5 separate regions of the Sus scrofa genome follow, and all the other regions are linked to region 4. The links are chromatin contacts, called in public HiChIP or PLAC-seq maps. All regions are on one chromosome and are shown on one strand. Each heading gives the region's core, a stretch centred on a gene start, on an enhancer-like site or on the middle of the called end of the contact. The rest is flanking DNA. Distances are from core to core; before and after follow the strand shown. Region 1 overlaps LOC110255631 (a long non-coding RNA gene). Region 2 overlaps LOC110255633 (a long non-coding RNA gene). Region 3 overlaps LOC110255632 (a long non-coding RNA gene). Region 4 overlaps LOC110255736. Region 5 overlaps LOC110255633 (a long non-coding RNA gene).

What was found. HiChIP or PLAC-seq counts read pairs in DNA pulled down with a chosen protein or histone mark.
Region 1: a contact with region 4 is called in an H3K27ac HiChIP or PLAC-seq map of skeletal muscle, with 4 times the contacts expected there. The contact joins two enhancer-like sites. A contact is called at or near these places in 1 of 47 Hi-C or Micro-C datasets (embryonic fibroblasts) and 1 of 2 datasets of contacts at active chromatin or transcription factors (skeletal muscle).
Region 2: a contact with region 4 is called in an H3K27ac HiChIP or PLAC-seq map of skeletal muscle. The contact joins two enhancer-like sites. A contact is called at or near these places in 2 of 47 Hi-C or Micro-C datasets (embryonic fibroblasts and heart right ventricle) and 1 of 2 datasets of contacts at active chromatin or transcription factors (skeletal muscle).
Region 3: an H3K27ac HiChIP or PLAC-seq map of skeletal muscle shows a contact between it and region 4. The contact joins two enhancer-like sites. A contact is called at or near these places in 1 of 5 promoter capture datasets (fetal skeletal muscle), 8 of 47 Hi-C or Micro-C datasets (embryonic fibroblasts, fetal skeletal muscle, heart right ventricle and 4 more) and 1 of 2 datasets of contacts at active chromatin or transcription factors (skeletal muscle).
Region 5: an H3K27ac HiChIP or PLAC-seq map of skeletal muscle shows a contact between it and region 4. The contact joins two enhancer-like sites. A contact is called at or near these places in 1 of 5 promoter capture datasets (fetal skeletal muscle), 7 of 47 Hi-C or Micro-C datasets (embryonic fibroblasts, fetal skeletal muscle, heart right ventricle and 3 more) and 1 of 2 datasets of contacts at active chromatin or transcription factors (skeletal muscle).

The regions. Positions count from the first base shown.
Region 1 is chr10:10,542,642-10,547,166 of Sscrofa11.1, forward strand. The region is part of intron 2 of LOC110255631 (a long non-coding RNA gene); the gene reads left to right. Among named protein-coding and RNA genes, the nearest start is that of HLX, 280 kb to the left of the region's middle. Within about 2 kb of position 2,755, at least 13 of the 83 cell types and tissues checked have an H3K27ac peak or open chromatin away from gene starts, as enhancers often do. A contact at or near this core is called in skeletal muscle, where this site is marked.
Region 2 is chr10:10,714,643-10,718,898 of Sscrofa11.1, forward strand. All of the region lies in intron 1 of LOC110255633 (a long non-coding RNA gene), which reads left to right. Among named protein-coding and RNA genes, the nearest start is that of DUSP10, 190 kb to the right of the region's middle. Within about 2 kb of position 1,464, at least 24 of the 83 cell types and tissues checked have an H3K27ac peak or open chromatin away from gene starts, as enhancers often do. A contact at or near this core is called in skeletal muscle, where this site is marked.
Region 3 is chr10:10,605,440-10,609,758 of Sscrofa11.1, forward strand. All of the region lies in intron 1 of LOC110255632 (a long non-coding RNA gene), which reads right to left. Among named protein-coding and RNA genes, the nearest start is that of DUSP10, 300 kb to the right of the region's middle. Within about 2 kb of position 1,617, at least 2 of the 83 cell types and tissues checked have an H3K27ac peak or open chromatin away from gene starts, as enhancers often do. A contact at or near this core is called in skeletal muscle, where this site is marked.
Region 4 is chr10:11,300,207-11,304,934 of Sscrofa11.1, forward strand. All of the region lies in intron 2 of LOC110255736, which reads right to left. Among named protein-coding and RNA genes, the nearest start is that of TRNAT-UGU, 11 kb to the right of the region's middle. Within about 2 kb of position 3,160, at least 27 of the 83 cell types and tissues checked have an H3K27ac peak or open chromatin away from gene starts, as enhancers often do. A contact at or near this core is called in fetal skeletal muscle and skeletal muscle, where this site is marked.
Region 5 is chr10:10,739,000-10,743,373 of Sscrofa11.1, forward strand. All of the region lies in intron 1 of LOC110255633 (a long non-coding RNA gene), which reads left to right. Among named protein-coding and RNA genes, the nearest start is that of DUSP10, 160 kb to the right of the region's middle. Within about 2 kb of position 2,267, at least 4 of the 83 cell types and tissues checked have an H3K27ac peak or open chromatin away from gene starts, as enhancers often do. A contact at or near this core is called in fetal skeletal muscle and skeletal muscle, where this site is marked.

The sequences.
Region 1 (4,525 bases), core at 1,505-4,004, 760 kb before region 4:
GTTGGGTTCATTACCGCTGAGCCACAACAGCTAGAATCCCTTGAGAGCATGAGGGTCGAGTCCTCATGGGATGAAGCCACTAGACAAGAGCCAGAGAGAGGATGCTGTGGCAGTCACCTCCCCCGCGAGCCGGCAGCCGTCCCTGGGATCCAGGTCCACTCCCCATCCCCACTGCCATCTTTGCCAGTCTTTTCCAAAGGATCAGTGCAATGGAGACATGGCGGGGAGCTGGCAACCTTCAGTGGGCAGCCTGGAGACAGCGCTATGATTCAGTAGACGATTTGCCAACAAGAGGAAAGAATGACAGGGTTGGCCTGAATCTGACAATTCATCAGACTTTTTATTGAACACCTATTATGAGCTAGGTGCTAGCCACTAGCAGACTAATGGGCTCATCAAGTTCACAGATCTTCCCGCAGAGTATTCTGAGCCAAGGGTAGAGAGAATTAAAGGCATTTCCTCATTCTCTATGGTAAGACTGTACTTAACTTGCCAACTTGCCCCATTGGTTCTTCCTCCAGGTGGACCTACAACTGTAGGAGATAAACTGGATCTCCTCCAATCTTGATCAAACAGATCAATAATAAAGTGATTTTGAAGGTTATCATCACTTTTGTCCCCAAGTTATGTCAACCTACTGAGGACTGATTATCTGGGATCCACAGAGCCACCTTTTCTTTCTAGAATGCTGTCTGGCTCATTGCCTGACTCTGGGGTCAGTGCAGTGGTGGGTCTGCTGTTTGTAGAATATCCTTTTTAGAGGATTCTCTAAAGTCAGTAGATTCTAACTTTAGAAAGACAGACCTCATAGGAACCAGGTAGTTTATAATTTTTGTAGAAAACAGTATTTTAAAATTCTACTTTCAAAGCTATCCACCTACCTCCCTTTGACTAACTAAAGCATCTAGGGTTTGAGATAGATTTTAGGAAAAGTCTACATTTTATTTTTCTCATACTCTGATATATGGAGGGAATACTTTTGTCTAATTTGAGCATGAAAAAAAAATAGTGACGTTAATGTGTGTTCTGAAAATTATTAAACTATGTAGAATAAATAAGAGTGAGAAAAAAATAAGACCAACAAAACAGAAATGTTTGAGAAAACTTATGTGGGAAATACGGTCATATTTTTGTAATAAGGAAAAAATATTTATATAGTTAGTCCCTTTGGCCAGTTCTTCTATCATACAATTACCCTCTAATGCATTTAATGCATAAGTTCTGATTTTATAGGTCATATTTTATGACATGGACAGAGTTTTGAGAAGGATTTTTCTACTGAAAGGAATTTATAGTTCATAAAAATATTTAATTTTGAGGAGCCAGCTATTTAAAATCATCTGTACATGTACAAACAATAACAACAACAACCAAAACCCTGACTAAGGGAGGTGGGTAAACGTTGGATCTTTATTTTCAAATATAGGCCCGTTTAAGATGAGCCTGAACAAAGTAGCATTGGGTTGCATTTAGATTGTTGTGACATGTTTGAAAGCTGCAGAGAAAGTGTAAGAAATAAAGAAATGCTTTCTTTTCCCATTTAATTCTTTAAAAGCCTAAAAAAAAAAAAGTTGCTTTTTGACTGTCGGTCATGTTTTCGGCAGCCATGGAAAAGGGAAGCCTTTATGCCATTGTATGTTTAGTTCTTCACCAAGGGCGACTGCAGGAATGAGGAGAACATTAATCCTCATTTGCCCTCGAACGCGTCCGGGGTCCTGTGGTGCCAACGACATCAGTGCACCCCAACAACAATGACTTAGCCGAGGTTTCCCAAACACCTGGACTTTCGGCACCCAGAACCAAAGCATCTGGACCTCTGTTGGCCTTCACGGCTTGTCTTCCAAGTTTGACGTTGTGTCAGAATAAGAAGAGCTGCAGAGTACTTCCCCCGGGTGGCCCAGCCAGGCCAGCTATTTCACCTGCACTCGCTTGTTTACCCCTCAACGAGTGAATGAGTCCTGGGTGACCGGTACTTTCACTTGACAGACGAGGGTTCTGAGGCTCGGAGAGGGAGGGGCAGGTGGGGGGGGCACCCCTTTTTTGGTCTGATTATAAAGCGGAGGCTGAGAATATACCCCGTATTTGCTAAAACAACCACACGGGGTCAGAGCAACAGATGGTATATGTCCACGGTATGGCTACACCATGGAAAGAAAGGGGAACTGCGTAGTAGCTAATTTAAAACCCTACTCAGAAATGTCACCATCTTCAGGCAGTTTGCTCATCTGGGGGGAAACGGTCCTTTTCTTGAATTACCCTGGCAACACAGACACATTCACCCAATAACTGTCTACTCCACGTTTCACACTTTGGGCAGTAGCACCACAACTAAAATGACTTGCATCTGTTTTGTCAGGTTAAAGGATTAAGAAAACGGGAGGTGGGGGGAAGCACACAAAAGCTAAATGAATAAAGTTGAGACTGGATGCCCAGGTGCAAGATGACTATTCCAGTTCTTATTCGTACTTAAAGTAATTGTGAGCAAGTTATTTCATCTCTTAAGCCTCAGTTTTCTCATTTTTCAAACACGAATGAGTAACAAAACCTACTCAACGTACTTTCCTGAAGGATGGGATAAAATAATGCACGTAGAGTGCTTTAATGCAGTGCCTGGCTCAGAACAGGGTCTCAAAATGTTAGTTACTATTATTATCATAAATATTTGTTAGAACTTAAGCTGGTACGTGATGGAACTGGAATTCAGAACTACACCTGACGCTTAGCCCTGCCAGTAGGAGGCCACTGGCGGGTAGAGAAACCTCAGGCAGCTTTCGCCCTCTCTCCTTGTTTGTGTATCTTCCCGTTCACGGAAGAAGGCGAGCTCCGCTCCCTCTGCCGCGCCTGCCCCCTGCTGGCAGGGATGGGAACGACGCGGTGGGGGAGCTAGAAGTCCATTTACCTTCCTGCCTGCTGCTCCCTTTCACCTCTGCCAGGTATTCAGATTTCTTTCAATATTAAATCTGAATAACCCTAGCCTCCTATAAAAGGATGTGAGAGCATGAATATAATCATTGCCTCTTTAGTGCTGTAAAATTTTATGGTTATGTAGAAATTCAATGTTAAAAAAAAGCACACAAAACTATGATGAAATTTCTCTGGATAAATAATTAGTTATGCCCAGAGACACAGTGTGGGGGCAGTGTATTTTTTGACCTTTCAACACAGACAGATGGTTTACACATCTTCAGCAGTTAGAGCTTTCCGAGGAGCATTATATAATCTCAGTGCAGTTACCAAATGAAATAAGAAATTCCTCGTTTGGCAGATGGAGCTTGCATATCGAGTTCATAAACTTTAATACTTCTCCCAAGTCCAAAATCAGAGACAACCTGCACCAAGTCAGTTTCCCATTTGCACTTAATTAGGGAGTGTGTTTTGGAGGTCAGTGAAAATCAGTGGAGTACATTTTCATAATAACTTTCCTCACAATAAAATTATTTGGGAGGCAGCTCTCCAACTTCTTCTGGAATGAGGGCAAGAAAAACGGGGACACAGAGTGAAGTTATTGGAAACCTTATCTGGAACTGCCCAAAAAGTTGTCTGGGATCCAAAGAACACACAGTACCTTCTGGATCAGGGGAAAGGAGCCAAGCACTTTTATATTCCCAACAATTTTCATAACTGTGCAGTTTCACACAACTTTACGGATTCCAAACACTAGAGAACGAAAACCCTCTCGGGGTTGTCATCACGTTGCACTTAGTGGAGTCGAGGTAGCCAGTCTCCTGCTTATGGAGAAAGAGAATGTGTGGGCTAGAGGGATGGTAGGGAGTTAGGGCAGGTGACCAGACTGTACCTTAATGATCTTATGCAATTAAGTTTCCTAAAGATAACACAGTGAGCCCCGGACAAATTATATATCACTTTCTGGATGTGTGCTATCTTTGTAGCCATAGGAAAGTGTATTATGCTTGTGTTAGCCTTGTCCTAAAATATTCTAGAGAATCAGAAGATGAATTTTAAGTGACACTCTCCAGTAGGAAATCAAAGCAGAGAGAGTAAATGTCCTTAATGGATTAGGAAATCAAATTCTGATAGGTAAGGTCTTCAAATTGTTTCTTTTCCCATAAATTCCATTTGCTTTTTTTTTTTTTTACAATCCCCACGAATCCAGGAAGACACAGTCAAGATCCACAGTTACCGAATTGTGGTTGATAAGCTTTTATCATAATAAAATAATGATAAAAGAGCCTTTGGCTGTAATACAGTGAAAACACCTTCAACCTCACAGAGAGAATGCATTTAATTAAGCTTTTTGTCCTTTGCATAAACACACCTGTGTGCACACCTGAAGTAGGGTTGGTTACATTTATACTGTGTATTCTGTGATAAATTGTTCTGAGATGAAGTCTTGAGGCTTCTAAACCCAGCTTCCCTCAAAGGCAGTTCATATGTCAAGTTGTTGCATTCACCAAATGACTGAAGTGTAACCATAACCAACGTAGCATGACCAATGCATCAGAATGAAGGCGCTATTTCTCTTTCGTCTCTTAATTTGATAGTGATGATAACAGGGAATTTGTCA
Region 2 (4,256 bases), core at 214-2,713, 590 kb before region 4:
GAGCAGAGCCACACCTATGACCCACGCTTCAATGTGCAGCAACACCAGATCTTTAACCCAGGGAGCAAGGCCAGGGATCGAACCTGCATCCTCATGGATACTAGTCAGGTTCTTAACCCACTGAGCCACAACAGGAACTCCAGAGTGGACTGTTATTTTATCCTCAGCATGAAGTTCACAGTAGGCAGTAAATAAACATTGGTCATATTAGTAACAAATGGCATAGGTAATTGTGTTATTAAACACAAAAGTTGGAAGGAAACAGAGCTGTAATCAATATATCTAAAAATATTTGAGGGTCTAGAAATGACAGACCACCAGCATTGGTGAGGGCTGAGGGCTTGTTTTGCTCCTGTTCCAAATACCTTTATGTGTCTAGTCACTTGAGAAACTAATTTGAATGTCCCAAAGATATCAAAAATAATAAAACCAAGCAAAAATGAACAGCAATGACAGAAAAGGAAGTTTTGGATTCAGCACTGTGCTTTGATATACAGTATGTTTATCTCCGTTCCCTCCCAACACCCCACTGAAGCGGCTATATTAAGATAGCACAGTTCTTTCCCATAAAGTACCTCTCCTGGACTAGCTGACTGTTTTACTCTCATGGATGTGTAATTTCACTAAAGCAGAGACAAGGACATCTAGGGCTCTCAGAAACATCCGTGTTTTGTCCAGCAAGAGTGAAGAGGGAGGATTTCTGATGGTAATTATCTTCTGTGTAACAGACTAACTAAGTACCTAAAGAGATAGCCATGAACCTGCTCAATCAGGGGACAGCAAGAGCAGTACTTCCTCCCGAGCATGGACTCGTGGGCATCATGTATGCCTTCCCAACCCCACTAGAGTTACCAGATCAGGTAACTAGGTAGTTATCGCTCTCAATTCTGGGCAGAAAGAAATAAAATCTCATTTTTACACTTCAAAAGAGAGATATTTTTCAACCATCTCAGAGCCAAGGGTTGAAATTGAAATGCTGCTAAGGCAGAAACTGAACCATCACGCCCCACTCCAGAATAGGAAGCCAGCTGAGAAGAGAATTTGTCTATTTTTACAAAAGAAAGATTTCTGGGAGCATAAACCTGTTTGCACACTAAGAACATTGAATTTTACAAACACCAGACGAGGTTTTGGAAGAGGACAAGTCTTTTTTTTTTTTTTTTTTTTTTTTTCACCATTTTCCAAATCATTGGCCACTGAACTGCCTTAATTTGTTCTCCCAGACATCAGAAGATAAACACAAGGAGAGAATGATTACTCCTACTTAGATGAGGGACTGAAAATTATTCCTTTGGCTCTGAGACTTCATTTTATATGTGCACATTTATACCCACTTGCAGCAACATCTAGAAAATTGCTTTAGTTTTAAAAACAATCTGGCAGTCAAGTGGTGCCTCACCCCAGCAAGACTGCTCGTGTGAAGACAGACACCTGGTGGTGAATGTGTAGAACTGCAGGCCAGGACAGAATTCTTTGAGGACGGCTCCCCCTCCACCTCCCACCCCCATTTCCCCTCCTCTTTCTGGGTACAGACTGCTGTTGACCGTGGACATACTGCAGCTGTAGGAAAGTGAGTCTCAAGTTCAAGTCAAGAGATTTCCAGAACAGTTACATCAGCTCCATGAAAGCTCCGGGTCACAAGTTCTCTAAATTATTTAGAAAGCTGAGCAACGGAGCATGCTAACCATTTTTAAAAGCTACTAAAATCGCTCAACCAAGAAGCTGAACAGGAGCCTCAGTGTTTGAGAGTAAAGTTTAATCTCCACCTAAAAAGTTCTGGACTTCCTCTGTCAGGATAATGAGCTTCTGTTTTCTTTGGGGGAATAAAAACGAAGTGTCGATTCCTTTGGCACCACAAAAAAACACACACAAAAAAACAAGCATGTCGAGCTTCTAAATATGGCCCTGCCCCTGAGCTGATCCTGCCTCCATCCAAGTGTTTTTCTCCAAATCGAATCCCCCCAAGAGAAAAACACGTAACTGAAAGACACGGAAAGCCAATCCCTCTTTCTGGTTGCTCCTAGCTCCTAGTTTTGTTCTCTTTAATTTTTAAGTCTGGAGATAAGCTTCTAGAAGCCTACTGAGAGTAGTCCCTGAATTTCCTCGGCATGTACTTGATTTCAGACAGAGGATGGGATCAAATCATGGGCCCTCATTGTCATCTTTGTAGGAGGAAGGGAGGAGGAAAGACGCAGTGCGTCTTCAGGTTGGACCAGGGAGTCTGTTACGTGACACAGGGAAGGGCTGGGGGGGTCTCTGATTTCTCCTGCATCTGCTGATTTCTCAGCTGACTTCCTCAGAGAAAATCCCAGGCACTGCTGCTCCTGAAATGACAAGCTGTGTGGTCAGGATGGCCTTGGTCCAACTTTATCAGGCTTTTGCTGTGTGCCAGGCAGTTTCAAGTCGCATCACACGTGTTTCAGGGGGGCCCTCATGGACACACAGCATCCCGCCCTGGGTCCACCATCCTGTTTCTAAATCACACACACGTACCCGTACACGCCGTAACTCGGAAATAAAGGCCTTCTCTGATAGTCAGAGGCCGACTGCTCCATTTTCCCTTTTTTGGCCGCCCCAGGCCAGGTATCGGAGCTGAGCTGCAGCTGCCACCTCCACCACCACCGCTGCAGCCACACCAGCTCCTAGCCCACTGTGCGGGGCTGGGGATCGAACCTGCATCTCAGTGCTCCTAAGACACCACCGATCCTTTTGCCCCATGGCAGGAGTTCCATTTTTTATTTACTACCACAAAGAAGATGGGAAAAGGTGTCATAAATCCTCCTGTGTTACAAGAGAAGACGCATCACTCCGGGGGAATGAAGCTCTGTGGGCGATGTCCCCACCTCCCACCCTCAGGCACGGTAGCAAGGACTTTCGAAAAGAGTAGGAGAGGCCTGAGGAAGAGGTTTCCTGAAGCCACAACGAGAAACATTGAAATTTCAGATAGCAATCCTCCCTCCTCCCGAAGCCCTTATGCGTAAATGTATTTCAGGATTCATATTTCTTCAGACGCTGGGTAGGTAGCAGAGGCCACACACAGCGTGGTACGTAATAGCCCAGTTCAGGTCACAAGTAACACACCTGTGAGTCTGACACACGAAAACACCTGTTTATCTGACTTTTTAAAAAAACTTCATTGCAGACAACAGACTACAGTCCTGTCTGTGACCAGGGAGCCCTTCCCAGGCGTGCGGTTCTGTGTAAAAGGCTCCGGTGTCTCCCCAGGTTCAAGAGGAACAAACTAACTACAACACAAAGAAGGAAACTGTTGTCAAGGACCTCATTTCCTTTGTTCATCAAAAGCCAGTGCATTCATCCGAAAACCGTAAAAGTTTTCAAGACAGCAGAAGATGTTCATGAGCTGGGGTTGGGCCAAGTGTTGGAAATGACCACATACCCACAATCCATGAAGCAGAATAATTGGCCTTTATTAAAATTAAAAATTTTCCCACGAGTTCGGAAAATGATGGAAGATCATATGAGCAAAGTAAATGTATATATATACATATATATATTTATGACTACATGTAATAATAATATGTAAATATATTTGGTTATAATCTATACATATATATATATGACTGGGTCACTTTGCTGAACAGGAGAAACTGGCACAACATTGTAAATCGACTATACTTTAATTTTTCGGTAATGAAAAAAATGTAAAACTTTGCGCTGGCAAATCACTCTCCACTATCAAGAGAATAAAAGTCAGTCTCCAAGCACTGACGAGGAGAAGATATTTTCCAGTTACATATCTAACAGACTTGTAACGAGGACAAAGGACTCTTAAGCTCAACAATAAGGAATCAAACAACCCAATGAAAAAAAAAAAGGAAAGGACATGAATAGATGTTTCACCAAAAAGATAGAAAAAGAGCAAATAAGCACATGAAAAAAGATGTTCCCCTCTAGAGCCAGTAGGATAAGGCAAATTTAACCCATAATGAGATATTACCACATGCTTACTAGCATCTCTGAAATGAAAATGGTAACGGACAATACCAAGTGTTGGCAAAGATGTGGAGCACAGCAAACTTACCGGATGGGGTGGAAACGTGGTGCAGCCCCTTTGGAAGGTGGCTTAGCAGCAGCTTCTAAAGTTAAATACACACTTAACATGTGACCCACCATCCTACTCTTGGGTATTTACACTGGGTCATTGAAAACTGCTGTTCACAGCAGAATTGGTACCTGAATGTTCGTAAGCAGCCTTGTTTGTAGTAGCCCCCAACTGGAGGCAACTCAGACATCCT
Region 3 (4,319 bases), core at 367-2,866, 700 kb before region 4:
TTCAGCAGGATCTCCTTGTAAATCTATTCTAAGTTGTGTCTGATAAGCCCAAGCTCCTGATCCCTCCCACTCCCTCCCCCTCCCATCAGGCAGCCACAAGTCTTTTCTCCAAGTCCATGATTTTCTTTTCTGAGGAGATGTTCATTTGTGCTGGATATTAGATTCCAGTTATAAGTGATATCATATGGTATTTGTCTTTGTCTTTCTGGCTCATTTCACTCAGTATGAGATTCTCTAGTTCCATCCATGTTGCTGCAAATGGCATTATGTCATTCTTTTTTATGGCTGAGTAGTATTCCATTGTGTATATATACCACATCTTCTGAATCCAATCATCTGTCGATGGACATTTAGGTTGTTTCCATGTCCTGGCTATTGTGAATAGTGCTGCAATGAACATGCGGGTGCATGTGTCTCTTTTAAGTAGAGTTTTGTCCGGATAGATGCCCAAGAGTGGGATTGCGGGGTCATATGGAAGTTCTATGTATAGATTTCTAAGGTATCTCCAAACTGTTCTCCATAGTGGCTGTAGGGACTTTTTTTTTTAACTGTATCTTATTCACTCTTTTATTTCTTTAATACCTAAAACATTTTAGTTGTTACTCTTGGCTTGGTAATTTTAGAGTATATAATCTTTGTTAAAATGACAGAAGATCTCTATTATTTCTGTTGATTATTGTTTCAGTGTGATGTTTACTGTGTGGTGTAGTATTTTGTGGTTTTTTTTAATTTTAACAATGATTTTATATTCAGGGTAAGGTCTACTTGGCAATTCTGAATTCTTAGGAGAAACTTTTTTCCTCAGGTGATTATCTTTTTCCCTCTTTTACTGAAGATAAGCAACTCAAACGAGGCAAGACTCTTGGTTTTTCTCCTCTGCCGGGCTGATATATATATATATATATATATATATATATATTTTTTTTTTTTTTTTTTTTTTGTCTCTGTTACACTAGGGTCCTCACATTTCTGTAGCATCTCCCATTAGACTCTTCATCTCATTGTCTCCTAGTTTGTGTACCCCACCTGGCTATCAAAATGAAAACTCAAGCTCTCTAGAGTTCAATAGGGATTTTTCCGAGTTTCTGTTGTGGCTGTGTTCTGTCTCTGTGAGGATGTGGATTTGATCCCTGTCCTTGCTCAGGGGGTTAAGGATCTGTGTTGCTGCAAGCTACAGGATAGGTTGCAGATGCAGCTCAGATCTGGTGTTGCTGTGGCTATGGTGTCACCTGCAGCTCCGATTCAGCCACTAGCCAAGGAACTTCCATATGCTTCAGGTGCAGCCGTAAAAGGGGGAAAAAAGGAAGAAAATAGATATTTTTCTGAGAAAATGCAAGCTCACCACACTGGATCCATGCCTGCATTACACTTTTTGCTTCTGAGGATTCTTTACTAGCAGTTCAACAATTTATCTGAAAATATTTTAAAAAATTATATCCAGATTTTTTTTTTTTTTTCAAAAGGAGGGAGTTCCTGTCATGGCTCAGTGGTTAACTAATCTGACTAGGACCCATGAGGTTGCGGGTTCGATCCCTGGCCTCACTCAGTGGGTTGGGGATCCAGTGTTGCCGTGAGCTGTGGTGTAGGTCACAGATATGGCTCTGGCGTAGGGCCGGCAGCTATAGCTCTGATTAGACCCTTAGCTTAGAAACCTCCATATGCCCTGGGTGCGGCCCTGGAGAGGACTGGGGACAAAAAGAGAAAAAAAAAGGAGGACTATTCAGAACATCTAGTCTGTCAAATTGCTGCAAATGCAAGACTCTCGTTATTTCTTGGTATTTTTTTTTCACCCTTGGCTTTGAGATTGCACTAATTTTGCCCTCTCGCTCTTTTTTTCTTAGCTTTCGTCACTGGATCCTCTTTCCTCTGCTCATCTCCTAAGGTCAATGTCTCACGGTGTTCTATCTTTACCCTCTTCTAATCTTCTTGGACACTGTCCTGCTCAGGCCTTCGGCAGTCCTGCTCTGCACAGATGCCTCCCAAGTCATGCAGTGTCTAGCCAAGTCAATCTCTGGAGCTCTCGATCCTTGCATCTACAAGCCTGCTTTATTCAGCTTTACTCTTGGCATCATAAGTGCAATGTGTCCAAAGTTCACTTAATCACCCTCCCCTCACCTTCTTGTTTTAAAAAAATTTTTATTTGGGAAAATGACACCAACATCCATCCCGTTAACCAACAAAGAAACACGGGGACGCATCATAGACCTTCCCTCTCCCACCATCCTCCCTATGCAATTGATCACGAAGTCTGTTGATTCTACCACCTTAAGCCCTCCATCATAACTCCCACTCCCTAATTAATTAAAAGCTTCATCATTTCTCTCCCGGATTGATATAATAGCCTCCTAAATGTCTGCCATCAATCCACGGTCCTCACTGGAGTCAAAGTAATCTCCCTAAAACGCATATGTGATCATCTCACACCCTGCCCCTTCCCCTACCCCAAATTCATCAACGACTCTCTCTAGGGCGCAAGATAAAATTCACATTCCACGTTCATCTCTTTTAGTCCCTCTGAGCCCACACTGGAGACAAACTGAAATATTTGCAATCCCCCAGCTCACAGGCTCTCTACAGCTGTGTACTTTGCACCCACTATTTCCTGCCCTGTCTTCTTTGTCTGGCGTACATGTTTTTACTTCATAAACACAATGTACATGTCACTCCCCCAGAAACCCTCCAAGTTTACCACCTACTCCCCTCTGTTGAATATTTTTCCTCTGTTCCCTTGAGTCATTCATTCCAGAAACATGTATTGAGTCTGCATTATCTATGCCATCTCTCTCTCTATCACCATGGCCCTATCGTGGGCCTTTGGAAAGCAATACCAACCAAGAAGCCATCTGTACCACACGGCAGTGTAATAAAGGCAAGGGGAGCAGCGAGCTCAGGGAACGGGAACACGAACCAGCCTTGAAGGAACAGAGGGAGTTGTTCAGAACTTGATGCCATTGCTTCATCTTCTGCTCCCTGCCCTTGATGTTTCTCTGCCTCTAGCAGCCAGTCATTTACATAGGAAATAAATTAGCATATGGTTGGTTGTGAATTTTTTTTACTTTCATAAATTATTGTGGTTTAAATCCCCATCATTAACATCCTGGTTGTCAAGAAGCGCTGAGTAATTGTGTTCCTATGTTCCATCAGGGCTTTTCTAAGCCTGGGAAAATAACAGCATCTGACCCAACAGGACTTGCAAAGACCAAAGCCAAGAAACGAGGTGAATATATACTGAATGGTATTTTTAATGCACTCATTTTGTTTTATTCAAAAAAAGCACTCTGGAAGTGAATAAAAAATATGCACCGTTCAATGATGTTATCAAGGGAATGAGAGCCGGGGGGAAATAAGAAAAGGAATATCCTAAATCCAGAATAAGATTAGCACATGGAAGTAACAGAAAAAGGCAACAAGTTTGACTCCAAGCTTCTTAACAGCCAAAACAAAGAAAGATGGTGATTAGTCACAGTTCTCTGCAAGGAAAATAAAACAAACCACTTATTCGGAAAGAGCACAGTTTTATCGAAAACTGATTCCCCAGGAATTTCTCCCATGAACACATAAACTGCTGTGTGATGTGGTTAGACAACGGCCCTGGCAGGATCCCTTCAATAGCTCCAACCACAGACGCGATGAGCCGGTCGCACTGTAGTCTTTCTTGTGGGGAGCTGGCGTGACGCCAATGAACCCGTCGGTAAAAGCTGACCTCCAGGGAGTACATTTCAGTAAAGCTCATGAAAAATTCCAAGACTTCGGAATCAAACAGCTGAGAATTGAGTCCTCATTTAGTCAAACACAAAATGTGTGAACTTGATAGTGTTACTTCCTCTTCCTTAGATCATTTGTAAAAAAAAAAGAAAAACAAAAAAAAAAAAACAAAAAAACCCTGTGGATACTACTAACTTTTTGATCCTCCAGTTTGGTTAAAATTCAGAATATTTAACAACAAAAATCCACATCTATTAAACTCCTACTTTATGCCAGGCCTTGTTTTGAGCATTTTACATGGATGATTTAATCCTCAAAGCAGGTCCCTTACGTGAGAGCTCTTATTTCCATTAACCAGCTAGAAAGTGAAGACCAGAGGGCAGGTGACTTGTTCAAAACCATAAGCTAGGAAGAAGGGAGCTAAGATAATTGACCCAGACAGACAGATTTTGGGGTTCATGCTCTTAAAACAGTCTCTTCTATAATAACTGCATAACTTTAAGGCATCTCTTGATAAAAAATCATTTCTCATAACCAGAGTCTTGACAGCAGATTCATGTTAGCCTTATCTTATGACAACCTGGAAGGCAGATCTTCTCTATGGCAATTAAGAT
Region 4 (4,728 bases), core at 1,910-4,409:
ACTTGGTGGATGTGAGGAAAAAACGAGTGTGTAGAGATGTGTGACTGGGTCACTTTGCTGTACAGCAGAAATTGACACTTGAATAAAAAACTACACTCAAATAAAAAAAATTTTTTTAATTAGTTTCTTAGCATATTACTTGGTACACGGTGGGCAAAGGACGAGCTTCTAAGCTCCTCCTTCCTCCCTGGTCCATCATCTCCCTAATCCCTTTCTACCCTTTGTTTCTGCTTTAATATTTCTGAAAGTCTGACTTTCCTCAAACCATTGCCTACTGCACACACCACCTGGAGAACAGTGACAGGGTCCCCACTGCCTTCAGCGCGAAGTCTAAATTGCAGAACCTGGCATGGCTCCCTGCCCCCACCTTCCTGACTCTGCCACCTCTGTGCCCATCGTGGGACAGCACTGCTCTCAGAACACACCACGCACGTTTGCTTCAGGAAGAGCCGGGCTCTCTGGCCCCACCCCAGCCTCACTCATATTCAAGAAGGAACTCGTCTCCCTTTCTCCCCTCGACTGAGAGTCACTCCTGCAGGCTGAGCAGTTCCTCTGCACTTACTGGGCACCTGTGATGCTTCTTCACACTGTTCATCAGCTTCCATCTGTTAAGTCTTCCTTCGCAATTCTATCTCAGTCCCTAAGGGCAAGAACCATGGCCATAAGTTCCCTGCTCTTACCCAGGGCAGTTTTTTTGTTTTTGTTTTTGTTTTTTGCCAGTCCCAAGGCATTCAGAAGTTCCCAGGTCAAGGATCATACCCACGCCACAGTGGTGATCCTCGTGACGGCAGTGACAACGCTGGATCCTTAACCCACTGAGCCACCAGGGAACTCCCCAGGGCAGAAGAGATACTTTTGGCAGAAAAGATACTTAAATAAGCATGTGTTGATTGAGGCATAAACCAACAGTACGACACACTGGGAAGAGTTCAGATCTGAGCTTAAAATACAATCACACCGTTTTCAAGCTGCATGATGAGCGAGACAAGGTCATCCTTGAAGAGATGGCTAAGTCACGGCTAGTTACTGCTTCTGGGCAGAGTGGTAGTGAGTAACAAGTGAGATAAATGTATATAATGCACCTAAGACGCAGGGTGCCCTCTCCAATGTCAGGTCCCTGGCCCAGCCACCCTCCCTGAAACTGACAACCTAGAATGACCTGGGAGGGGACAGGCAAGGCTGGAAAACACACTTCACCTTCCAAAGCTTGATTGTCCTGCTCCAGGAGATGAGGTGCTCTTTGACTCTAAGGAGGGGGGGGATGGGAATTGAGGTCTGGGAGATGACCAGATGCCAGCAAGTTCAAGATCAGAGTTATTTCAAGAACCATTTGCATCCCAAAGGTTGGACCTCGGCGGGGAGCTGGAGATGATCCACCAGTTTGTCACATTGGCAGGAAGGGGAATGTCAAGCCCTAAAAAGTCACTGGCCCAGACAGCCCTAGTTTCAGAGCCCAGTGGTGAGGGCACTGGCCTGTCCTGACCACCTGGCCTTCCCCCTGACTGGGGGACAACGGGGACCGGCCCAGGCCGGAGGCTCACAGGCCACTTCCGTGTTGACAAATGTCTTAAACTGGCCATGAGGACAGCCACCCTGTGGCACCCAATGAGCCCATGCTGTTTATAACATGAGGTACGACTCTGGACAAAAATAAAGCCCTGATCTGCCTGGAGAACAGGTGTGTGTCTGCCTTTCCTTTGAAGCACCATTGATGACCCAACAAGAAGGCGCTGCATAGCCTTTAAGGAGCAGCTTCTAGACACTTTCTAATCCGAGACAAAGGAGCACCTCTGCTGCTCCCAGGGGGCTGCTGCATCTCCCACCCCCCTGCTCCATCAGAGGTGAGAGGTAATACACCCCCCCATCTCTACCATACCCCCCACCCCCGCCCAGAACTTGCCAGTGATTCATCTTCGTTTCCTAGGATGAAACAACCTTGCAGGTGCCCTGAACACTAACTGAGGAAGCTGGTGTCCCTAAGGTGCCACCCTGCCCTGCCCCTCCATCCAGGAGCCAGCAGTACCTGGAGGAAAACGGCGGAAGAGCAGAGAGTGGATGGTAAAAGTTTACAAAGCTCGGGAGGGACCAGGGCTGGGCTGACCCAAGCAAAACGAAAGGACTGGTGGGACTGGCGGGGCGCACCTCCATCCGAGGCCCCTCCTCTGGGCGGAACTCCCCCTCTGCCGTCTGGCCGCTGGATCTGCAATCCTCTGGGGTTCTGATTGGTGCGCATTCATTCAGAGATGTTCAGCCCCTCTGGCAAACACCCTGCCCTTTGCATCCATATTTTACAGGTGAGCGCAGAGCGCTAAGGCTTTGGTGGAAGGTCATTTCCAAGGTCAAAGGGCTAGCTCGTGGCAGAGCTGGAAAACAGGACTGTTGGGCCTGAAGCCACCCTTTTACCCCTGTACCTCCCTTTCTAAACCCACCTGGGAGGCACTTTGCAGTAGAGTCTACAGAGTGTGGAGAAGAGTGGCGAGAGGATTGTGAACTTGCCTGAGGGCCAGGAAATCCAAAAATCCCCTTGCAGTGGCGTTAGAGGCCGGGGCGGGGGGGGGGGGGGGGGGGGGGTGCCGGCGGAGGGTCTGGGGAGTAGTCTGGCCCCATCACCATGACAACATGCAACCCGACTTCCTCTCTTGGTGTGATCGTCACTCTGCTCACCCTCTAACAAGGACCCCGGCGAGGAAAGCCATCCCTATTCTAACTGGTGAAACACTGAGGCTCAGAGACGTGGCGAGGTGCGGGGAAGAGCCAACAGACGATGGGAACGGTCTTTGCAGGACAACTGCGCATTTATGAAACCGTCACGGCAGAAGAACATCCGTGCCAGATCCCGGGCCCATGGCTGGGCCCAGCTGCCTCCCATTCTCTCCTGAGGCCAGGCCTGCTGCGAGGTTTCATTACATTGCGTGTTTTTATCATTTGATATCTGTAGCCAGATGCCTGTAGGCAATAAATGCCCTTCTCCATCAGTTGAAGCAAAAAAATGTACCTGCCATGGCTGTATTTGCTTCACTGGGCCGCTGACTTATTTTAAGAACTAAATCTTGCCTGTTACTATATTTTTCACTCTGGGGTGCGTGTGCTCCAGGACCGACAGTGATAACTTACACCCAAGGCAGAGCTTCCTCTCGCGCGAGAACGTAGCGCCACCTAGTGTCCACTTGCTCCACCGCAACCAAAAGAAATAACAGCGGTAACCTTGACAAAGTTTGCGCTCTCAAGAACTTCTTACACGCATTTTTCTCTTCTCACATAACGGAGCTTGCCTGCAGCAGTATATTCGTCTTATTTTTAAGATAAATAAGTTAAGACACGAGGCTCCAGCAAGAAAGCTGAGTAAGTTTTCCACTTGCCAACCCGGGGGGAGGGGGGGGTCATACTTTCCAACTTGGGTGGCTGTCATTTATAAACGATGAGCTCATGAGAGACGAGGGCTCATGCAACGCCCAGGTGCCCAGAACACCACCGCGCAGGAAGGCAGCCCTCCCGCGGGACCTGATGCAATCGTCTTGGCTTTATTTAGCCTTTCGTACCAGCGTCTCTACGCTCTCGGGGCAGGCTTATCCTCACAGCACCCTTAAGGGGTATAGATCTCAGTGTGGGGGGTTTCCGTTGTGCTAACAAAACCAGTATCCATGAGAATGCAGGTTCAATCCCCGCCCTCCCTCCGTGGGTTAAGGATCCAGCTCCTGCGTGAGCTGTGGTGTAGGTCGCAGGGGGGAATCTCAGGGTTATTAGTATTTTGTTTTAGGGCCGCACCTGCGGCATAGGGAGGTTCCCAGGCTAGGGGTCAGATCAGAACTGCAGCTGCCTGCCTACACCCCACCACAGCAACGTGGGATCCTTAACCCACTGAGTGGGGCCAGGGATCAAACCCACATCCTTGCAGATACTCGTCGGGTTCGTTACCCCACGAGCCACAATGGGAACTCCATCAGCGTTATTAGATGCAGGTTCCCACAAGAACTCACTTCCTCTGCAGCAGTGAGGGTAGATGTGGGACTGCCCACAGCCCCCTAAACTCAGTGCCTCTTTGCCAGTGCAAGAACCAAATCCATCACCCCAACACCATCCAACAGTTCTGACCTTCAAGCTCCTAATTCTTTTCAGATATCCAGAGTAGGGTCTCTCCATCTTGGTACCACTGGGTTGAATGGGCTGGGGGGGCTCCGTCCTGTACACTAGGAATGGTCAGCAGCGAACCTGGTCTCTACCCACTAGGTGGCAGTAGCGTCCCTCTCCCCATGAAGACGATCGGAATAGCTCCAGGCCCCGCCAAATGTTCCCTGGGGGTCCAAACCCAGCACTGGTTGAGACCCACTCTTCTAGAAGGCAGGTACACAGAAATGTAAAAATAAAAATACTACTAGTGATAACAACTACTGCTCCTGCTACCATTTAAAAGGCACGAATCAGGAGTTCCACTGGGGCACAATGAGTTAAGATCTGACTACAGCGGCTCGGGTCACTGCAGAGGTACAGGTGTGACCCTTGGCCAGGGCAGTGGGTTAAAGGATCCCACTTTAACTTTGTAAGTTGTAACTGCGGTTCGGATTCAGTCCCTGTCCCGGGAACATGCACATGCCATGGGTGCAGCCATACACTAAAATAAAATAGACACGAAAATAAAATAGAATAAAAGGCAAAAATTACATGCTACGAGCCCTATGAGTTTATCTTATGTAATCTTCACAACCAAGAAACCAGTCTGCGTTGACTCTC
Region 5 (4,374 bases), core at 1,017-3,516, 560 kb before region 4:
GGAAGGAAGACAAGACAAGAAAGAAAGAAAGAAAGAAAGAAAGAAAGAAAGAAAGAAAGAAAGAAAGAAAGAAAGAAAGAAAATAAATCACAAGAATAGGAGCTCTCGTCATGGCTCAGTGGTTAACGAACCCAACTAGTGTTCATGAGGATGCCAGTTCGATCCCTGGCCTCGCTCAGTGCGTTAAGGATCTGGCATTGTGGTGAGCTGGGGTGTAGGTCAAAGAGGCAGCTTGGATCTGGCATTGCTGTGGCTGTGGCGTAGGCCAGCAGCTGCAGCTCCGATTGGACCCTTAGTCTGGGAACCTCCGTATGCCTCAGGTGCGGCCCCAAAAAGACCCAAAAAAAGGAAAGTCACAAGAATAATTAAAGAACTCTCACTGAAGGGCTGGAGTTGCTGAGATCAGGAGGAGTCCTTGACATGTACCCCTTCCCTGGAGGTGGGTCTCAGAGACTAAATCCAATTTGAATGTGGGGGGACGCGGACAGTGTTCTCCCGGCCAAGCGATCTGAACGAGAGCAGGGAAGGAAAAGGAGCCACAGGCCGCACGTACGGCGAGCATGCGCAGTTCAGCTTGGTTGCGGCAAGGGTGTGGACAACAGGTTATCAAAGCTACCCACTGCCGAGCTCTCCCTCTGAGCTAACCGCTGGGTGTGGGCTGGCTCTGTTAACTTCTTTGAGCTTTACAGCTCTGCAACAGATGACATCACACTCATTTGACAAAACAGTAGAAGCCCACTGAAGAGTTCAGGCAAGAAAAGCTGCCCATTTGGAGCTGTGATCCTGGAAAATGACTCTGGCATCTGTGAGTAAGATGGAGTGTCCTGGAGGAAAACAGGAAGAGAGACCCTGTCCGTTGTTGAGGTTGTGGCAACTGACCCAGTGACATCCAGGGGAGGGCTGACCTGCCGAGGGACGATGGAGAAGAGAGGGTGCTCGAAGGGCGTTGCAGAGGTCAGGTCTAGAGAGTTAGTAAGCTGACTGCATGGGAACATAAAAAACAATAATAATGATGCTGAAGTTGCAACCCAGGATGGCCGTGAAGATGCCAGAGGGAGAATGGGAGGGAGGGCCTTGGAAGGACCAGGGATGGATCTGGTTGGCGCTAGGTTTGGAGAACAGCCCGGGTAGGGCTCCAGGAGATGATGCGAAGTGGGAGGCTGGCAACCCAGAGACAGACGCTGGTGAGCAGAGATGTCTTAAGAGTTAACAGTAGACCCGTAGCTGGATGTCTTCATAAAACCGAACACTCTGTAGAGCTGCGTCGAAGAGACATGACACGACGACGAAACCCCCAGATTCTGATGTTCCAAGGTTATCGAAAATGTATTATCATTCAGTCCTTTAGCTTAAAACTGTGTTTGGTGAAGTGTGATTAAACAAAAATAGCTTCATGGAGTTCCCTTTGTGGCTCAGCAGTAATGAACCCCACTTTTATGCACGAAGACACAGGCTGGATCCCTGGCCTCGCTCAGTAGGTTAAGGAACCAGCGTTGCTGTGGCTGTGGTGCAGGCCCAAAGCTGCTGCTCAGATTTGACCCCTAGCCTGGGAACCTCCATACACCATGGGTGCTGCCCAGAAAAAAAAAAAAAAGACAAAAAAATAGCTTCATCTGGAGTTCCTGTCATGGCGCAGTGGTTAACGAATCCGACTAGAAACCATGAGGTTTCAGGTTCGGTCCCTGGCCTTGCTCCTTGGGTTGAGGATCTGGCGTTGTCATGAGCTGTGGTGTAGGTCGCTGACAAGGCTCGGATCCTGTGTTGCTGTGGCTCTGGTGTTGGCCGTCGGCTACAACTCTGATTAGATCCCCAGCCTGGGAACCTCCATGTGCCGCGGGAGCGGCCCTAGGAAAGGCAAAAAAAAAAGACCAAAAAAAAACCCCAGCTTCGTCATATTAATTTTGTTTTGGGGGGAATTTTTTTTTAGAGAAATTGTGTGTGGGGGGGGTGTTGTGTGTGTGTGTGTGTGTGTGGTTTTTCCTAACAACAACGTAGAATAAAAGCAGATTTCATGATGTATCTTCAGAATTGGAGAGCTGGTAGCATTTTTTCCAAATCCCCAAGTAAATGACTTCCTTTTGAATCTAAAGCATAAATCATGATTGTACTTTCTTTCTGGGGCTTCTGCCTCTTGTCAAATTAACAGCTTTCGAAAGAAACGCATATTTTCAGCTGGCCCGCGGTTGAAGCTAACATTTCTACCCCACACTGTTCTCAGACATCTGACTTAGGGTGGATGGAGGGAGGCCAGGCTTTCAGAACCTGCTGCGTGTGGCCGGGTCCCCTTCCTCTGGCCCCAAACAGTTCAGTCGCTCTACCTCGCAGGGGCCGCCTTCGGCTAATGAATCCTTAGCTCCAAGTTTTCCCTCCTTCTAATGAGTGCTAATAAAATGCATTTACCTCTGCTAATGCAACAAAAACTCAGCATTATTTCATTGTATCTACTTAACAAGAACCTCGTTTAATATCGAATTACGTCCTGCTCAGCCAAAGCATTATACCGGGGGATGGGGGGCTGTAACAGGAAAGTATCAAATGCTCTGAGGGACATGCCTTCTTAATATGCCCTGCAGTCTTACGTGATGGCTGAATTCATTTAGCCAAGCTGGTCTGATCCTTCTGCCAACTGTTTGGTAAAATTTACCGCAATGCTAGGCAACCAGTCCCACCACACAGGCTAGAAATATAGTATTGCTTTTCCTGGGACCAAGCTATTAACAGTTGTTTGGGGAGAGGCCACAGGCCACGGGGCAGATACTGTTACAAAAAGGAAGAAGTTTCGGAGGTGCTTCATTTTAGAAAATAGTTACAGCAAATCCAATTTTTATTAATGCATTTTCCCCTAATTGTTTATGGTCTAATTGCAGAAGAATTCATATTTATTTCAGATTTATCTTCGGTGAATGGTGACACCCAATCTCCTATTTGTCTTTGCCGTGAACTCCTCTGCCTTCTTTTTGTTTGTTTGTTTGTTTTTATCTTTATGTGTTTTTAGGGCCACATCCATGGGATATGGAGGTTCCCAGGCTATGGGTCTAATTGGAGCTACAGCCGCCAGCCTACATCACAGCTCACAGCAACAACAGATCCTTAACCCAATGAGCGAGGCCAGGGATTGAACCCGCAACCTCATGGTTCCTGGTCGGGTTCGTTAACCACTGAGCCACAACGGGAACTCCTCTGCCTTCTTTTTTGAAGCAGCCCCTCACTCAGGTAACTATCAGTAACAAATACCTGCTGGAAGTTTTCCATTTAAAGAAGCATGTGGTAATTTGACTAATCATTGCTGGAGCCAATTACCTGTCAATTAGAAAGAAGAGCTGTTATTTTCACTATCCTCAGCAGATTTTGTGACCTGGAATATTCCTGGTCCTCCTGTCACCCGAAAGGTCACATTTAGAGAGGTTTTCCTCTGCATTGTTTCTTAAGGTACAGGATTCTATCACTTGGATGGTTTGCTTATTAAGAAGCGGGAGATACCCTTCTTTTGAGTCTTTGAAGAAAGACTTTTCCGTGGGCTTAACAAGATAAAAGACGTCGAAGAGAGGAAGAGCTTCCGTCCATTTCATTAATATTTATTCAGAAGACTCTACTGTTCTCTATAGAGGAACGGAGTCCACACATTGCTGAGGAAAATGAGTGTAAAAGAGAACAGTTACCTCTTGAGACCTTGTAACCGGTCACCCAACAAGAAAATAGGGGAAGCAGCAGGAACCCATGCAAGATTTACCTGGGGGGCATCAGCTAGCATCCTGAAGACCCCAAAGTCATTGTTGCTCAGTTTCTAACAAGCGGCTTGGGTCAGAATTTACATTCTGGCAAACTACCAAGTATAGTCTCCTATTCTCCCTCGATCCCACTCCTCTTGGGTGGATGGAGTAAAGAGGGACCTCTGAGCATCCCTGCATCCCTGCATCCCTGCATCCCTGCATCCCTGCATCCCTGCAGGCAGGGACGATTCAGGGGATGACTGCCGGCATCAAGTGGCTTCTATAGCATCTCTCTTGGCATCTCAGAAGAGATGGTGGGTATTTCTACCCAAAGGGGAAGTAGGCCTTTGTTCAAAAGCGCCTCTGGATGAGACAGACACCACCACTTTTTTGTAGCTTCTCATTATAAATTTAGTGGGTTTTTTCTTTTTTCTTCTTCCAAACTCTAGTTTCTGACCAGAATATAAAATAAGTTTGAAAATATAAATGACTTCTGAGGATAGCATGAAATAAACCAGAAATAAAGAGTCAATGGCTGGTTCTAGGGGATAAGGAATATTAATGTGAAAATTCACCCTAGGTGATCGAGTTTTCTCTTATTGGGAGACTCTGGTTGTAGACTGTTTGTTTGTTTATGGACAATGTTAAGTAATTTTACATCGCA